Linked DNA regions of Sus scrofa: regions 1 and 3 are each linked to region 2. The links are chromatin contacts, called in public HiChIP or PLAC-seq and promoter capture Hi-C maps. All regions are on one chromosome and are shown on one strand. The core of a region is the stretch at or near the end of the contact, and the rest is flanking DNA. Distances in the headings are between cores, read along the strand shown. Region 1 holds the start of ITPA (inosine triphosphate pyrophosphatase). Region 2 holds the start of AP5S1 (AP-5 complex subunit sigma-1). Region 3 holds the start of UBOX5 (RING finger protein 37).

Evidence for each region. Promoter capture Hi-C pulls out the DNA fragments that hold promoters and counts their contacts. HiChIP or PLAC-seq counts read pairs in DNA pulled down with a chosen protein or histone mark.
Region 1: a contact with region 2 is called in an H3K27ac HiChIP or PLAC-seq map of alveolar macrophages. The contact joins the promoter of ITPA here to the promoter of AP5S1 in region 2. A contact is called at or near these places in 1 of 47 Hi-C or Micro-C datasets (skeletal muscle) and 1 of 2 datasets of contacts at active chromatin or transcription factors (alveolar macrophages).
Region 3: a contact with region 2 is called in a promoter capture Hi-C map of fetal liver, with 2.7 times the contacts expected there. The contact joins the promoter of UBOX5 here to the promoter of AP5S1 in region 2. A contact is called at or near these places in 1 of 5 promoter capture datasets (fetal liver), 1 of 47 Hi-C or Micro-C datasets (liver) and 1 of 2 datasets of contacts at active chromatin or transcription factors (alveolar macrophages).

What each region holds. Positions count from the first base shown.
Region 1 is chr17:32,472,883-32,476,485 of Sscrofa11.1, forward strand. ITPA (inosine triphosphate pyrophosphatase) reads right to left here and starts at 1,945. Exons shown (of 9, transcript XM_021077577.1): 1 at 1,801-1,945. The coding sequence starts at 1,866.
Region 2 is chr17:31,904,196-31,908,128 of Sscrofa11.1, forward strand. It overlaps AP5S1 (AP-5 complex subunit sigma-1), which reads right to left and starts at 2,638. Exons shown (of 5, transcript XM_021077709.1): 1 at 2,405-2,638.
Region 3 is chr17:32,518,837-32,522,297 of Sscrofa11.1, forward strand. It overlaps UBOX5 (RING finger protein 37), which reads left to right and starts at 1,776. Exons shown (of 6, transcript XM_001925847.5): 1 at 1,776-1,910. FASTKD5 (FAST kinase domain-containing protein 5, mitochondrial) reads left to right here and starts at 1,789. Exons shown (of 2, transcript XM_021078352.1): 1 at 1,789-1,910.

The DNA of each region.
Region 1 (3,603 bases), core at 695-3,194, 570 kb after region 2:
AAAATATTTTCCTGAGAGTCCATAGGCTTCATCATACTGCCAGTGGGGTTCTGTGAGATGCAGTTAAAATTCCCTATTTTAGGCCAACTTAAAGTCCATCTTCTTCTCCAATGAGCCTTCTCTGGCCACTCCTGCATGTTCTTCTTTTTTCTTTTTGCCACACCTACCACATGAGAAAATTCCAGAGCCAGGGATCAAGCCTGCACCACAACAGTGACCTGAGCCACAGCAGTGACACCAGATCCTTAATCCACTGAGCCACATGGGAACCTCTACAGCCTCTTCTATAAATGCAGGAGGGCCATATTCTCAACCAGAGGTAGAAGTGGGCTTGGGAGTTGGCACCCACCACCTTGCATGGGGCTCTGTTCAGGGTGGCACTGCCTGTCTGCTTGACTGGTCTGGCCTCAGGATGGCAAACCTTTTATCAGCACAGGGTTCTGGCTTCTGAGAAGGCCACCTTATAATGACAAAGAAGTGCCATCAGTCTCTATGCTGTGGAAAAATTAAGGGTCTCCTAATGATTGTGCTCCGCTGGTCTGCCTCAGACATACCCAGTGGGTGTCATCTTGATTCCGCACACATGACCCACCTCCTTGGCCATGGCTGTCTGAACAGGGTCAAACACTTGACCCAATTAAGGCCAATCAGAGCTGATGTCTGGGAGTTCCCGTCGTGGCTCAGTAGTTAACGAATCCGACTAGGAACCATGAGGTTGCGGGTTCGATCCCTGGCCTTGCTCAGTGGGTTAAGGATTCAGCATTGTGGTGAGCTGTGGTGTAGGTTGCAGACGTGGCTCAGATCCTGCGTTGCTGTGGCTCTGGTGTAGGCCAGCAGCTGCAGCTGCGATTAGACCCCTAGCCTGGGAACCTCCATATGCCGTGGGTGTGGCCCTAAAAAATAAAGAGCTGATGTCTGGCAGAAGCCTCACTGCCTCCTTCACCAGGAGGGAAAAATGCAGAAAGATCTCAAGTGGAAAAAGGATGGGCATCCAGAGAGAACTGGGACAAATAAGCCCCTCCAGAGGGACTCCTAAGATTCCTCAAGTCCTGTGGACGGCATACCTCTGAATTCCCACGTTGTCACCTGATGGTTTACATGAGCTCCCTGTGTCTACTATTTGCAGCCAAAACTGTTCCATCAACCCCCAGAATCCTCACTGCTAGCCACAAAGTCTAGCCTTGTAGACAGGAACTTTGGATCTATTGCGTCCTTCACTCCTCCTCTCCATTGCGCTGTGAAGCGGAACTCCCGCATCGTTCCCATTTCACAGATGAATAAACAGGCTGGGAGAGGCTAAGGACCACATTTTTGGACCGTGGAGAAGGGTGGATGGCTCCGTTTGGATGTCTGACCCCACGGCATGTCCAGCCCCTGCCAAGTCCAGGCCAGCAGCGGGGTCTGGATCAGCTGCAGAGGGGTATCGGGGTTCCGGTTTGGGAATCTAACTTAAGAGGTGGCTTTTGGAATAGGACCCCACCTGGCTCCTGAAGCCAGGTGATCTCCTGAAGCCCCTGAGATCACAAGCCCGGATTCTAGCAAGGCCAATCCCGGGTCGTCCCTACCCAGCACACGTGACGGTCCCACTACGCGCGGCCCATCCCCTTCCAGGTCCAACCCAACCCATTCCTCCCGGTCCAACCTATCCCTCCGAGTCCGACTCTCTCTGTTCCCCCTCCGCTCCTCCACTCGCACGCTTCGCTCCGCCTGGAAGCTCCTTCTCCGCCCTCTCCCCAGCCAGCCGTGCCACACGCAACCCCCCAGCCTCCTCCTTGTAGGCTTCCCACACCCTCCCAGCACCTCCTCTAGTTTCTTTGCGTTCCCCGTGACAAACACGATCTTCTTCCCGACCAAAGAGTTCGCCATGGTGAGCCGCAGCTCCCTCGCGGACTCACCGGAAGCTCCTCTGCCCCGAGTAGCAGGCACTTCCGGCTGGTGGCGGAAGGCGGTGGCCCGGTTTCCGGCCTGGGGTCCCGGGAAAGCACCGTGGGGATTACTTTCTGTCTCAGGGGTGGCTGCGGCGGCAGTCTGGGAACGTCCGGGTCGGGAAAGCAGTGCTGGGAGCGCAGAGCTCTTGCTCAGACCCCGGGTAGCATAGCGCCGTTTTCCGGATAAGCAACCTGGGGCGTGGTCCCCTTGCATCGGAATTGCTGGGGTCTTCCCGACGCTGAAGGTTGAGTATGCCGAGACCAGACCCTCCCGTCCGCCAAGGGACGCTCTCCTCAAGGCGAGAAGAGACTGTTCCAGCCACCTGCCCCATCCCTGCTTTCGCCCCTCTCTGGGAGAAACAAATTACCTCCTCGTGCGTACCCCGAGGCCGGTGATGAACTGCAAGCCTGGGCTCTGGATGATTCCCCTTCACCGTGGACACTTCCAAAGCTGTCTCTGAGAACTGTTTCCTTCTAGACAAAGGCTCCCAAACACGGATCTTTATCCTGACTTCACCTTCAGCCCCGCTCCCTTAGCTCCTTCTTGCTTGCCATCTCTGATCTACTTGATTGTGATTTTAAACTTGGCATAGCCTAAAGCTAGCCCGGTCTCTTCACCCATCTTCCAGACTTGGGACTTGAGTATTTCATCTCCCTTATTATCTCATGCCTCCAGCCCTCAAGTCATCGTTCCTTCTCCGTAGCCACCTTCTCAGCCAGATCTTCTCATCCCTAACAAAGCAAAGAGTAGAGAGTGCCCCCCTAGACCCTCTGTGTCATAGGCCTTGACCCACTGCTAACACCCTCATTGGGCAATTCAGCCGTCTCTTTCCTTCATGGACTTCAGCAGTCAAGGATTAACATTAAGGGCAGATTCAGGGCCAGCTCTACTGCTGAGGCAACTCCTGTCAGGAGTATCATGGGAAGTCAGGGATAAATTATTTTGGTGAATGTTACAGACCTCTGATAATCTCGATGAATTTTTTTTTTAGACCCCAGAATTTGTCCTCTGCTAATATCCAAAAAAAGAAAAAAAAATTCCTTTGTTTGATGACTTTACAATAGTGTGTAAGTATTGCAAAGGTCAAAAGGCATTACTGTGTCCTAAGGCAGGTCCTGAAGTTTCCCATTCTACCACGTGATCCCTTTCGACTATGTGATTTGGGAGGTTCCTTGGAGTAGTGGTTAGATCAAGGAGTGGTTGCCCTCCCTCTGTATCATGTGTCTTCCTTCTTCCTGAAGTCATAGTTAATCCTCAGGAAGGTGGAGGGGCAGAGGAGGTTCCCCTCAGCAAAGCTGACCTCCAGACTGTTGAAAGCTTCGGCTACAGCCTTGGGCTAGGAGGAGCTTGCCGGGAACAGAGTATAGCACCTCCATGTATACGGAGTACCACAGACAAGTACCATATATTATGGTCAACACAATGACCCTGGGAACACTGGAGGCTAGGAGAACCATCTGGCTTGGGGAGGCAGATCCATCGCTCAGCAAGCTGTGGGAGACCACAAAGAGTAATTAAGCAGAGAGTATTGCGAATGGGTATTCACTTTAGATAGACTTCACTGTAAATCTGAAGGTCTTGGAGCCCAAGAGCTTGTTGGGTGAGGGAGGACATAGATGAAAACTCAGAATTCTTTTTTTTTTTTTTTTTTTTTTTGTCTTTTTGCTATTTCTT
Region 2 (3,933 bases), core at 1,388-3,887:
ACTTCTGGTCTGATGGCAGCTCAGGAGGAGGCGGGGGTGGACAGGCAGACCTTCTGCTTCCTGGTATGTGCATGTTCGCGTGTGCCAGGCTTTTATAGCAGTTACCCTAGAGATTGTGGCGGGGCCAGGCACACAATAAGTGAAGAGGGGTCTGTGAGCAGAGTGTGTGTGTGTGTGTGTGTGTGTGTGTGTGTGTGAGAGAGAGAGAGAGAGAGAGAGAGAGAGAGAGAAACAAAGCAGGGAGAAAAGTAAAATTAAACAAAGTGCTACCAAAAAATACAGGAGCTTGAAAGAAGCAGCTGGCTGGATTTGAGGCCTGGCCTGCCTGCCTAGATGGGACCAAGGGCCACACCTTTCTGTTGTGTCCCCTCCCCCTCCTCTGGCTGTGGGCAGAGGTGCCCATTGCCCCACTCCCCAGCTCTGCTCTTCTCAGTGGTCCTCTGAGTTGGGGGTTCTGCCTGAAGCCCCTCATATTGGCCCCTTCTGCACACTCCCAGCCTCCATTGTTCTCTACCCCATGTCAGGGTGAGACCTGCCCCACAGTGTTGGCCTCTTCCACTCCCCCTTGATGCCCACAACCCGAATGCACATGGTGACTGATACTGACTCAATTTAGACAGTAGGCTCCTTCCCCCCATCCACCCAAGCCACTGCATGGGCCCGAGTCACTGATGGGCAGCCTGGCCCCCATGATGGGAAGCTCCACTACTTCTCCCAGACATCAGGACCAACCCTCAGGTGCCACTTACACACCTCCAGGGTCAGGGAGCTCACTTGCTCAAGATAGCCCCGATGGTTTTTTACAGCTGGAAACCCTTCTTGATGCTCTTCACAAACCTTGGAGACCTCAGGCAGATGGGTTAAGCCACCCCTTACTTCTGGATGAGGGAGGGAAATTAGATGGAATCTGCCAGCCCCAGGCAGTGGATATTTTGAATGTCTGATAAGACTGATAAGAATGGAGTTCCCACTGTGGCACAGTGGGTTGAGAACCTGGTGTCGCTGCAGCTGCGGCATAGGTTGCAGCCTGTATCTCTGATTCAATCCCTGGCCTGGAAACTTCCATATCTAACCAGGAGTTCTCTTGTGGCACATTGGATTAAGGATCTGGTATTGTTACTGCAGCGGCTCAGGTCGCTGCTGTGGTATGGGTTCAATCCCTGGGCTGGGAACTTCTGCATGCTGTGGCCCAAAGAAAGAAAGCCAGAAAAGAACATCTAGCCATTTCTCAAACTGTAGAGGAGGAAACTAAGAAAGGATCTGCTTTACTGAGAGTCCAGATGGGCCGAGGTTGAGTAGTATGGTTGCCCTAGAATAAAAGAGACAGACGTAGGGCAAGCCTTGACCTCTCCACCTCCCTGGGGCACCCTCAGGCTTGCCCTATGTGGACCACCAATCAGCTTCCTCCTCTGTCTCCACCAACCCCCATCCACAGCCTCCAAACTGCTAACTCTGGTGCAGTAGGCCTCCTGTCTCCTACACACAGCAACTGGGCTTTTTCCTTGTAACCTGTCACCCAAGGGCATGTCCATGTGCAGAAAGGGCCCAAACCCTCAGGTTGGCTCCTTTCTTTTAATGTTTTCAGGTTTATCCTTTTCACCTGTGTGGTCTTGTAATCCCCTCATTGGTTCTAAGTAATAACAGCCACAGCAGACTTGGATAACCCTTGATGTGAAGCAGGCCCTGTTCTTTGTGATTTATATACACCAATTCATTTGCTCCAATCAATAGCCTTTGAAGGAGTGGCTTCACTATCCCCATTTTTCAGATGAGGAAGTTGAGGCACTGAGATCAAGTAATTTTCCTGATGTTACGCATGTGCTGAGGGAGGGGTGCAGGTCCTTAAATTTCAGCCTGTTTCATCCCCTTCCTTTTGTACCCCCTTCTCCATGCTCCCCCCACCCCCATCCCCTCAGAGTCACCAGAGACTGCGCCAGCCCCCACCCCCAGCTCCCAGAAGCCATAACCCCAGCCTAGTTTACCCACTCTAATCCAACCTTGGGAGCTTCCTTCCCACGTGGCTGGATGGACGCCATCCTAGGTATGCCCAATCCCAACCCAGGAGGCGCCCCCTCCCCGAGCCCTCCCCGCAGGGAGCCCCAGGCTCCACGTCTTGGCTGGGCTCCAGGAAGGCGAGGCACTGTGTGATTCGTCCTTTCAAACGCTGCTCTTCCTGCAAGGCTGAGAGCCGGGAGGCCCCACGAGGCAGCTCAGGCCCAGCCACGTGAGGCCTCTTCCCTTCCCGCTGCCCCAGGCCCCGCTGACTCAGAGACTGGCAGCTGCATCACTGCCCCTTCCAGGGGTGTGCGTGCTGGTGTGGGCCGGGTGGGGCGGAGGCTGTCCCAGCAGCACTGCTTGGCACCCACACAAACTCCCGTGTGGGTTGGGTGGGAATGCTTCTTACCTTCTGTCCCATAACCGTCTTCTTTGAACAATGGAATGAATAACTTCACATCATCCAACATTCTCTCAAGGCATGAATTTCAAGGCTGCAGCACAGCAAGTCCCCCACCATTACTCAACTTCCCTCTCCTGATTGTTTCCAGATTCCATGTGGCTATAGACCTCCTTGTATAAACAATCCTTCATTTCTGCACCAGCAGTTTTATTGCTTCTGGAAAATAGGGTGCCTCTGTGTTCAATTCTGGGGATTAAAGACTTTTTAGAAATCTAAATTTCTAGATGGTTGTGAACTGTTGTCACTGGACAGATTCAAGCCAGTGACTTACAGTTAGTTAACTCCCAAGAGTCACTTAAACTTTTCTAAGAATCTGACTTGAGGGAGTTCCCATCGTGGTGCGGCAGAAACGAATCCAATAGGAACCATGAGGTTGCGGGTTCAATCCCCGGCCTCGATCAGTGGGTTAAGGATCCGTCACTGCCTTGAGCTGTGGTGTAGGTTGCAGACTCAGCTGGCTTGGATCCTCCGTTGCTGTGGCTCTGGTGTAGGCCGGCAGCTGTAGCTCTGATTGGACCCCTAGCCTGGGAATCTCCATATGCTGAGGGTGCAGCCCTAAAAAGCAAAAAAAAAAATCTAACTTGAGAAAAAAACTAAGACTAAGATCAGGTATTTTGGTGTAGGAGAGTCAGAAAATGGGCTGGGACCTCTGCTCTGCTCCATCACAGCATGTAGGTTCAGCCACTTGATAGTTACGAGAGCTCTTTGCTATAAACAGTCACATTTTCTAGTTAAGAAATAACATTTATCAATTTTGATGAAAATATGGAGCAACAAAAGTCTCAGACACTGCTGGTGAGAGAAGGTAAGCTGGTATAGCAACTTTGGAGAACTATGTGGAAAATATACATGCCACAACCTAATGGTTCCACTCCTGGCATAGTCCCAACACAATCTGAAATAGTTGTAAATAATCCATGGAGGGCAGAATGAAAATGTTCTATATTTTAATTGTGGTGGCAGACACCAAACCGCATTCATCAAAACCCACCAAACTATGTATGTAAGAGAGTGAATTTTACTGCGTATAAGTTATACCTTGATTTTTTTTGGCCACGCCCATAGCATGTGGCAGTCCCTGGCTAGTGATCAAAACTGTACCACAGCAGTGACCACTACAGTGACAACACTGAATCCTTAACCCACTGCACCACAAGGGGAATTCCTACCTTAATTTTTTAAAATTTAAAAGCCAGAAGGGGGTTCCCATTGTGGCTCAACGGTAACAAACCCGACTAGGATCCATGAGGATGCAGATTCAATCCCTGGCCTCACTCAGTGGGTTAAGGATCCAGTGTTGCTGTGAGCAGTAGTGTAGTTCACAGACATGGCTCAGATCCCGTGTTGTTGTGGCTATGGCATAGGCCCCCAGCTACAGCTTCGATTCAACCCCTAGCTTGGGAACTTCCATATGCTGCAGGTGTGGCCCTTAAGAAAAAAAAAGATAAAAGCCAAAATAGAATGAATAATTCAAT
Region 3 (3,461 bases), core at 526-3,025, 610 kb after region 2:
AAACGAGTCCGACTAGGAACCATGAGGTTGCTGGTTCAATCCCTGGCCTCACTCAGCAGGTTAAGGATCCCGCGTTGCCTTGAGCTGTGGTGTAGGTGCAGACGCGGCTCAGATCTTGTGTTGCTGTGGCTGTGGTGTAGGCCAGCAGCTGCAGCTCCCCTTAGGCCCCTAGCCTGGGAATCTCCATATGCTGCAAGTATGGCCTAAAAAGGCCAAAAAAAAAAAAATACATATATATATATAAAACTGGATACCAGGCTGTTGGCCAGAAGGCAGGGGAGGCTACAGAACCAGATGCAGCCTGCAGCATCCTGAGCCACCCTACAGTGATGAGCTGAAGTCTGAGGGCAGAACACAGACGTGAAATGTTTGTAATTAGCAGTAAGAACCAATTTGTAATTAGTGGTGAGGCCCCAAAGGCAGAAGGGACCCAAGTGTGCTTCAAGGAGGGAGCAGATTTTTATGATCATTCCTTTGCTCATCCTCATGAAGCTCCCCAAGCAAGAATGTACTCTGCTACAAGTAATGCAGCCTGAGTTACAGGACCTCAAAGAGTGGTTTATTCATCCTCACCTGATAAAAAGTCTGAACATAGGCATCAATAGTGTCACAGGGCTTGGTTCATTAAGGACCTAGACTTCTTGCCTTCCTACACTATCTGTGGCACATTGTTCCCTCTTTACCACAAGGCGGCAGCCACAGCTCTGTGAAGTGAATGAGGCAGCAGCACTGTATCATGAAAGTAAAACCTTTCCCAGAAGTTCCACAGCACCGTTCCCTTTAAATTTTGTGGGCTAGAGCTGAGTCATAGGCTCTTCCCACTTCAAGGGAGGCTGGGAAATTGAGTATTTGGCAAAGACGATCAGGATTGTTATGGCTGCCTAGGAGCAATTACGGTTCATCTCATCTCCTGGGCGCTCTGGGTTCTGACGGCAAGGACAGAGTCATAAATCGGCAACTCCCAGTGTTTGCCCTGGTCTGGCCCAAGTGAGAGAACCCTCTCCAAGCAGCGGTGTCCCAAACAGTGTCCTCCACAGAGCTTAGGTATTGAGATGCCAAGCTTGCCCCTCCTTGCAAGGAAGTGTCCTTCCTACAATTGATTTTGTCTCCCCATCAAGATGGTTCCCTGGAGGAAGCACCATTTCTCAGGTTCCCTCAGGATGGGCGGACCAGCAGCCAAGGCACAGACAAGGTGTGACCACCCTGATCAGCAGTCTCCAGTGCGCCTAGGAACGGCTGTCTGGGGTCAAGTCCTCCTGGAAAGTCTCGAGTGTCTCTTCCTTGCCTAGCTGTCCATACCCACTCAGGAGGAAAGAAGGCCCCCGCCCCCGCCCCCGCCTTCTTGGGGAGGTGGAAGATCACCTGGGTTCATCTGTCAAAGCTCTGGCCTCCTTATTCAGCTCCTCACATCCATTTCCCCTAACAGGGTAATCTTCTATCCATCACTAACTCTCCTCCTGAGAGCACTTTGTAGATACATCTCTATTATAAATGCATGATTACCTCATTATACAGATGAGAAACTTGGCTTAGAGGATTTACGTGACTTCCCCAAAGCCATAAAACTCTCAGTAGCGATCTGAGATTCGAACCTGTGTTTAGGCTATTCGGTAACTTCCAGAGCGGTCCATCCACGGTGGTGTTTCCTCTCCTCAGGTCTTGGATTCCCCTTGTCTCTTCAGCAACGTCCTTCCGCAGAATCTCTGGGAGACGCTAGGGAACGTCCCTGGGAAACGCTGAAAGAGTTTTGAGCCTTGGCCGCACCCGTCGCTCACGTAGCGGCCGGAAGTAGCGGGCATTTGGCCGGAAGTGGAGCTGTGAGGCCCAGGTGTAGCCGAAGAAGTGGCCGCGGAGCCGCCGTCTGCGGGAGTGGGGTCTGGTGTTGCAGCGCCGGCGCTTGCCAGGCTCAGGTGAGTGGCGGCGGCCGGGGAGGAGGTCGTAGCGGCGCTCTCTGCCGACGTGGGCCTTGGCCAGCGCCTCTCGGCACCGGGCGTGCGCGGAGGCCGGGCGCGGTGCTTCCCGGCCCAGGCTGTCGCAGGCCCGGCTTTAGGGAGAACATCGGCGACCCGGAGTCCTGTGACCTTGCCCAAACGTCTTACCAGAACCTCGATTTTTTTTCCCGCTATGAGACGGAGGTAATGGCAGTACTCGCCCCCCTGGTCTGTTGTGAGAATGTAGTGAGATGCTCAGCGGCTCCTCTTACTATACTTCATATGCATGCGCATCACCTGGGGATCTGAAGATTTTGATTTTGTATGTAAATCTGAGATGAGGCCTGCGATTCTGCGTTTCTCACCAGCTTCCAGGTGAGGCTGAGGCCACTGCTCCGCAGCCCGCGCTTTGAGCAGCAAAGGCCCCGCGATATTCGCTTAGTACCTGCGACAGGTTGAGTCTTAAATAAATATCAATACAGTGTATGCACTTAAACCCATTTTTTAACAGTTTCTGATTGCACAAGCCTAAGGGTGGTATTTTTAGCCCTCTTCCTTTTTTTCTTTCTAGGGATAAGAAAAACAACTGTCTTTTCTCCTTCCATACAAATCATGACACAGCTCTTCTGTCCTGACTCATGGAGCTTGGGGCCCTCTTCATACCAGTTATGTTCATGGGCTTCCTCAGGTGATGCTTCACTGCCCACTCACTTGGACTGTGGAGCTGGAGCCCAGCGCTTTAGCACCAGCATGGCTAATGTTTTGTGTTTTAGTAATTTGCTGCTGGAATCTGAACTCATGTTTTCTGCACTTTGCTCACACTTTGTGAATGATAAGAACAGTCACTTTTCCAGAACGAGGTTCTGTGACTCCCTAATGTGAATGGCCTTGGGCAAGCCTGAGATGAAGCTGCTGCCTGGGAGACCAAAATGAAAATCAGAGACTCTGTGCTGCATAATATATCTGAGGCCTTTGGCAGTTATGCAGATTTAATTTATTTGTCAGTGTGGCTTTCTGCCCCATTCATTGGTTTATTTTTTCTGGTCCCCAACAAGGCTCTGCCATTCATCATGCATATAAGTCAGCTTTGATACCAAGGAATTCTGAATACTATGTGGCCTTGCAAATCTAGGAAAGCAGATACAACCAAATGTTTGGTTATGCTAACAGTGATAGATATTTGGACTGTTAATTTGGAATTTTTTTCACATGATTCTGGGTGCAGATACTTTACCTGTCTGGATTTTGTCAGTCTTCTCATAGTCCCATTTAGATGGGCTGAGAGGACATGAGTGTCTGCTCTCTACCGTTGTACCCAGAAATTTCTAAAAGTAGCGTTTTTTGTTTTATGGCTTCACCTGAAGCATATGGAAGTTCCCAGTCCAGGGACTGAATCCGACCTATGCCACAGCTGGGGCAATGAACCCACTGTGCCAGGCCAGGGATCAAACCCATACTCAGCAGCAGCCCAGGCAGCCGAAGTCAGATTCTTAACCTACTGTGCCACAGCGGAACTCCTACAGATAAGAG